Regions from separate parts of the Zea mays genome. Here region 2 is linked to region 1. The links are chromatin contacts, called in public Hi-C maps. All regions are on one chromosome and are shown on one strand. The core of a region is the stretch at or near the end of the contact, and the rest is flanking DNA. Distances in the headings are between cores, read along the strand shown. Region 1 holds the start of LOC118476237. Region 2 holds the start of LOC100282091.

Region 1 (3,350 bases), core at 475-2,974:
GATGGACAGGAGATGCGCAATATCACGAATATGATTGGTAGCATTAGGACTATGACCAACAACATGACGACTATTTTTCCAACTACATAGCAAAGAAGCAGACCATGTTTCAAGTAAGTTCAATTGATCTTCTATTAGAATTTTTAGCTTTTAGCATAACTAATGACGTTTAATCTATTTTGTTCGTTGGATGCATTGCAACATATCACGATAAACATCACTTTCCATGTGTTCCAAAATATCGCCACTGGTGTCACTTTTGTAATGGGGTCCTCCACCGATGCTTCGACCTTAGGTAATCATACCTTTAGAAAATTTAGCTTAATTATAATAAAATAGACAATTAAGCTTAACTATAGGAGAAACCCACTTGGCTCAATTCTATCTAAATTTGTTAATTTAGCAAAATTAGCTAACTTAGCTCAAATCTAGGAAAATAATCATTATAGTTCAATTGTAGCGAAACTTAGTGATTTTAGCGAAATTTAGTCAATCTAGCTCAAATTCAACCAAATTTAGTCAGTTTAGGTGAACCACATCTATCCCTAGTTGATGTAACTCAATTCTAACTAATTATAAACAATAGAGTTTTTAGACTTCACCATAATTACCCGCACCTGGAGACGCTAATGCCAAGGGTCTAACTTATTTGTCAACTAGTTGTTCAACTACACTCTAGGTAGCGGTGAGAACTCTAACCAACTGATGATTCCAAGTTCAGACTAATTTGATGTATGGATATTTGTACTTATTCTATTGTTTAAAATGGTTATTCCTTGAATAACTATTGATACTTTACGACTCATATGATGTGGATGATTTATGTAATGGATAGATACGATGTAGATGATTTGTGTGATGTTGTATTGGTACTAATGTATTTGATGTGGGTGGATATATGTGTTTGTGAATGTATTTGATGTAGATGAATATATATTTATTATGAATGGATGCATACTATAACTTCGACGATCCACAACCCGGTCGCCGATAGAAAACCTACGTACAACATTATAATATACACCCTAAATAGAATCATAATTACTGAAATAAAATTGCAACACAAGTTAGCATACCTCCCATGTGGCACACCTTCACCAGCTTCATAAGCAGTCGCAGTATTGTCATCCAGTCCACGTCATGTACACATTTATATTGCAACATTTCAATAAGCGACCCAACAAAACATTAATTTCAATTGAAATAAAAAATACATTTAAAGCCAATATTTATACTTACCAACTTTTCTGCCGCATTCTCGCCGCACAGAATCTCCTGGTGATATGGATTTGAACCTTTATGCCTCTTGATACAAACTTTAACAACCGAAGGCTGACACCATCTCGAGAAGCCTGCAAAGGACCACAGCGGCACTGGGTGGAGCACGGTGGCGCTCCCGACATGCTTGGTGCCGATGGTATGAATTAGAAATGAGTGAAGGGAGGAGTACGACACAGGGAGGAGAACAACAGGCGTGCTGGCAGCGCTATGCACGGTGGCGCTCCCGACATGCTTGGCACCGGTGGTATGGATTAGAAACGAGTGAAGGGAGGAGTACGACACAAGGAGGAGAACGACAGGCGTGCTGGCAGCGCTGTGCACGGTGGCGCGACGATCGACTTGGTGGCGACAGGCTAAGTTAGAAACGAGCGAGCAAAGACGAAGAACCGAGCGCACGCCCGACCTAGTCCAAAACTTAAGAACAGCTGACACTCTAACTGACATACTTAATATCTTTAGAACGTCGATCCCGATAGACTAATAGAACCGACGCTTTTCTCGGTTTTCCTGTAGTGATTACAATTTACTTTTCTAGTTCTGATTTTTATTCTAATTAAGACAAGATACCGATACAGTTAGGGGTGAAAACAAAAATGATAAATTTCGATTACCATGAGTCATTTTCAATTTTTTACCAAAATTCAGGTCTAAATGGAAATGAAAACAATTATTAAAAATATGGGAAAAAAATTGGTAGAAAAAATTCGGAAACGAAAATGGTTTGGGTCTCTTCCGACCTTTTCTGGAAATCACACTATTTATTCGGTATTTTACCGTCAGTAACAAATTTGGTAATTTGTTCGTTAATTTCTCAGAAAAATATTAAATCTAAACTGACCTTTGTAAATCCATAATAAACTTGTATTAACTTAGAAAAATATGAGACCAATTTTATTATTTTCCTAAAATCAAGATCTATATAATGGTATATAGTTTAGAGTTGTTTGAAACTTTTATAAATCTTATTTATAGTTTTATTTTCAATTATTACTCTTGATACATATATTCATAATTTGCACGAGAGCCTGAAGGGCTAGGATGATACCAATTATGTTGACTTTCTAACTATATGTATGTGGGCACGGTGCTTGTCTTTTGTATTTGTGAGATATTGCTTTAATGTTTTGTGAGATATGATTTAATCTTCATGAATTTATGAACACTTATATATTATTACTAATTTTATGTGGACGTACGACTTGTGTGAATTTTAGAAGTCAATTGAGGGTACATATCACGATTTTTACTGGTGTATTTTATATTCTGGCCATAACCGATGTGTTTTCCATCCTAAGCTTTCGTTTCTGATGTTTATAAATTACCGATGTCGTTTCCGTTTCCAGAGTTATCATTTTCGATTTTGTTTCCATGAAAAAAATGAAAATGTAAATAGTTTTAGTATTTACCAACCGTTTCCGACCGTTTTTACCTCAACCTATAGTGACATTTTTTGCTATGAAAGTAATTAAAATTAGTAGTACGCCTATAGTAATTGCCACATATAGATATGGTTTCCCATGGGCGGAGAGAAGACAAGTGGCAGAACCAGAGACCATCAGCGACGTGCCCGCCCCACTCCAGCACCACCACAAACACATGAAAAACTTTTTATAATACCTAGATTTTTTTTAATTTACTGCACATCAAAATATCAATATATCTATTTTTATCCTCATATTACTATTTCTATCCAATTTATAATTCATTTGAAGTTTTTTTTACTAAATTTGAATGGCTCGTCTTTTTTTTTGCGAAAAATGGAAATTTTAAAGTAACATTTAAAATATATTATATGCTAAACGATAGCACGGTAAAAAATATTATTACTATTGCATTTTTTAAAATAAAATGAACTGTCAAACTTGGCGTAAAATGTCAAACGCATTATAAATTGGAAGCCGGAGTGAGTATGATTTTTTTATTTTACACACACCACTTAGAAGTGTCATGATAATTGTGTCCCCTTAACAAAAAAAAATGGCTGGTTCTGCCAGCGGAGAGAGGACAGGCAACTACTGAACAAAACGATAAATGAGGTATGGACATGCCATGGTCAGATGGGTTAGGCA
Region 2 (3,350 bases), core at 426-2,925, 230 kb after region 1:
GAGGTTTTTCGTGTGGATTGGGCCTGGTTTGTAAACACGTGTGGGCTAAGCGAACAACTATTTCTTCGTGAGCTGGTATTTGATCCAGGTTGGGATGACACCCATGGATCACGCCATCATACCAGCCAATTCCAACTCTAACGAACAAGCCCTTAGGTGGAACCAAACAGTTCCTACTTATGCATAAAGTGGTACTCTTGCCATATCAGAGGGACAGGAGGCGACTACTGTGCTGCTTGCCTGCTTGTACCACTGGCATAACCGGTCAACCGCTAAGCCTGACGCCTGATAATTAAAGTCTTTCCAAGCTTGCCAGCCCAGCGGAGGTCGTTGATCGTACTTAACGTACCCAATGATCCGGGCCGGCATGCATCTGGAATCGAATCATTTGAAGAAAAAAAAAACCCCATATGCAACGTGCGGAGAAAATCACTTTGCATGGTTCGTGGTTCCTGACTTCCCGCGCGCCTTTCTCGCTGGGTGGCGTTGAAACCGCAGCCGCACGTCGTCCAGGCAGGGACTGCGACTGTTTGGGCCGCGTCGCATCGCATCGCCATGGTTCGTCGTTCGAGGGTGAAGTTTCACTGCGACTGCGAGATCGGATCTTTCTCGCGTGCGGTAAGCCCGTCTCCGACGGGGGAAGACTTTGACCGGCTGCCCCGCCGCAGCCGGAGATGCACATCGCTGCTTTTACTAGTGGCACGGACACGGACACGGACACGGATGCGCTAGTTTTAGCTTTCCCATCCGATCCAGAACAAAGCAGAGAAAAAAAGCCAGGACGACATGCACTAGCTAGCTAGACGACTTGAATCGGCCATGAAACATGGAAGTGGGGTGTGGCCCATCCATCAACATTTGTTGATCCATCCATCCAGCCCGGTCCACGTCCACCGCCGAACATCATATCGCACTCATCAGATTTCTCGACGTATTCTTAATTCTTATGTATGTAATTTATTTTGATCGGATTTCTCAACGTTTAATACAAAAGAGAGAGAGAGAGATAAATAAAAAGATAGAGAGAGAAAAAACAGGAGGAGGACAAAGAACGCGAGAAAATAAAATCTGATAGGGAAAAAAGATTAAAAAAATCAATAAATGGAAAAGCGAGAAAATTGAACGGATGTCAGCCCATGAATGTGACCAAGAGAAAGGTGAGAGAAATGGAGAAAAAAGGAAAATACCAAAGAACGGTAGATACGGAGAGATAAAAACAACCATTTACTACAGATCACATACACGCACGTGAAAGCGAAAGCAAAATGAATAACACATACTACAGTCCATCGAGTATGTACTACCTACCCATCATATTGGCAGCAGCAGCAGCAGACCACGGGGTAAAAAAAATCTGATCACTCCGTTGGTTCGCTGAAATAAACCGAGTGAATGTCCGCCCGTCTGGAATGGGGATTAGCTAGCAGCTTGCTATTGCTAGGCGAACCGCGAACGGCGTCCGCCCCACCCGGCCCGGCCAGGGCGGGTGGAAAGCGATCCGATTTTGTCCCGGCCTCGATCGCATCCGCGCGCCGTGCCCCCCCTACTACGTGTTTTTGTTGGCACCGGCTCACAGTCTTCGCTCTTCCGCCCCACCCGAGCCGGAGTCATGGCATGCCTTCCCTAACCGTGACAGTATATATATAACCACATCGGTTGCAAACCATCCATTCTCACTCCTCCCACTGGCGGTCGGTTCCCACGCCCGCCCAACGCCTTCGCGGTCGTCCTTGAGTTGCGCCTTGCGCCTTGCCATGGCCGTGCAGGGGCGGCACCTGTCGCACGACCTAGCAGCCCAGGCGGCGGGCGGCTACCTGTTCCTGGACGAGTACGCCGGGTGCGCGCCAGCCGCGGCCCCGGCCCCGGCCCGGATCGGGGACGCCACGACGGCGCTCAGCGACTTCCCGCGCGTCGAGGTTGCCTGGTGCAACTACGACGGCTTCCTGCCGAGGAAGCGGCCGCGCCTGGAGACGGCGGCGCCAGCAGCGGGCGGTGGTCTCTCAGAAGACCAGCGCGCGGGTTTGCCTCCGGCGGGCACGGAGCGCCTGCTGCCACTGCCTGTGGCTGTGGCACCGTTCGTCAACGCGCGGAGCCGCCGGGCGGTGGCGGCCTCCGGCACGGCGTCCACCAGTGGGAGGGTGGCAAGTGGCGCGACCGTGGCGGCCTCGCGGGGACTGCTGTCGTCGTGGACGCACCGCCACGGCGTGGAGATCGACGCGCTCGTTAGACTTGAGGTACGGGCGGCCATTGTTCGGTCGTGATCTTCATCTATCATCTGTCAATTGATGGTTAATAACTGGGAATCGACCGACTTCTTCCTTCTTCGTCATATGGGGACAACAACGCATGGTCCGACGGTGTCTGATCTGTGAGACATTATCTTGTGGTGCACAGGCAGAGAGGATGCGCGCGGCGCTGGAGGAGGCGCGGCGGCGGCACGCCCGCGCGCTGCTGGCCGCCGTGGGGCGCGCCGCGTCGGGGCGGCTGCGCGCGTCGGAGACGGACCTCGAGCGCGCGCTCCGGCGCGGCGCGGAGCTGGAGGAGAAGGCCCGGCAGGCGGGCGCCGAGTGCCAGGCGTGGATGGCCGTCGCCAGGAGGCACGAGGCCGCCGCCGCTGGCCTCCGCGCCACGCTGGACCAGCTCCTGCAGTCACCCTATGGCGCCGGCGGCGGCCGCGAGGAAGGCGGTGAGGCCGAGGACGCCGAGTCGTGTTGCTTCGAGGACGGCGGCGCGTCGTGCGCGTCCAGGTCCAAGCTGGCGTGCAGGTCGTGCGGCGCCGGCGAGGCGTCCGTGCTGCTGCTCCCGTGCCGGCACCTGTGCCTGTGCCGCGCGTGCGAGGCCGGCGTGGACGCCTGCCCCGTCTGCGCGGCCGCCAAGAACGGCTCGCTCCACGTCCTCGTCTCCTGATGGACTGAACATGTTCGTCGCCGACTGGTTACGCTACGTCACACGAGGCCATGGCAGGAGACGAGGCTTCCTGCGGACGCGATGCGCCGGTTACGGTTGATGCGCGGTTCATGCGCGAACGCAATGTGGCACAGCACAGAACGTCCTGGCAAATCGTGCGATGGCCATTCTGTTAATAATAACCGGAGATATGGCCGCAGAAGTGGATCGGGGACGATGTCCAACGAAGGGTGAAAAAAAAAGTTCTCTTCACGTGCACCAACAACAAGTCACAAACTCACCAGTGTCCACTGCCTTCTCTTCAAAGCACCGCGTTGGATGCTGGATGGAGATCGTTCTCCTGGTGGAGATTGCCAAGGGTTTAGTCAGTCCTTGAGGCGTTGTCTGGTTCTGATTCTGAAGATATCATTTTTTTCTTCTTCTAAACACACAGTTTTACCAAA

What was found. A called contact is a pair of places that touch in the nucleus more often than the background predicts.
Region 2: a contact with region 1 is called in a Hi-C map of ear, with 4 times the contacts expected there. The contact joins the promoter of LOC100282091 here to the promoter of LOC118476237 in region 1. A contact is called at or near these places in 4 of 25 Hi-C or Micro-C datasets (bundle sheath, ear, leaf and 1 more).

The regions. Positions count from the first base shown.
Region 1 is chr2:63,034,113-63,037,462 of Zm-B73-REFERENCE-NAM-5.0, forward strand. LOC118476237 reads right to left here and starts at 1,725. Exons shown (of 3, transcript XM_035965062.1): 1 at 1,240-1,725; 2 at 1,077-1,101. The coding sequence starts at 1,725.
Region 2 is chr2:63,265,233-63,268,582 of Zm-B73-REFERENCE-NAM-5.0, forward strand. It overlaps LOC100282091, which reads left to right and starts at 1,676. Exons shown (of 2, transcript NM_001371822.1): 1 at 1,676-2,234; 2 at 2,395-3,350. The coding sequence starts at 1,755. The coding sequence ends at 2,907.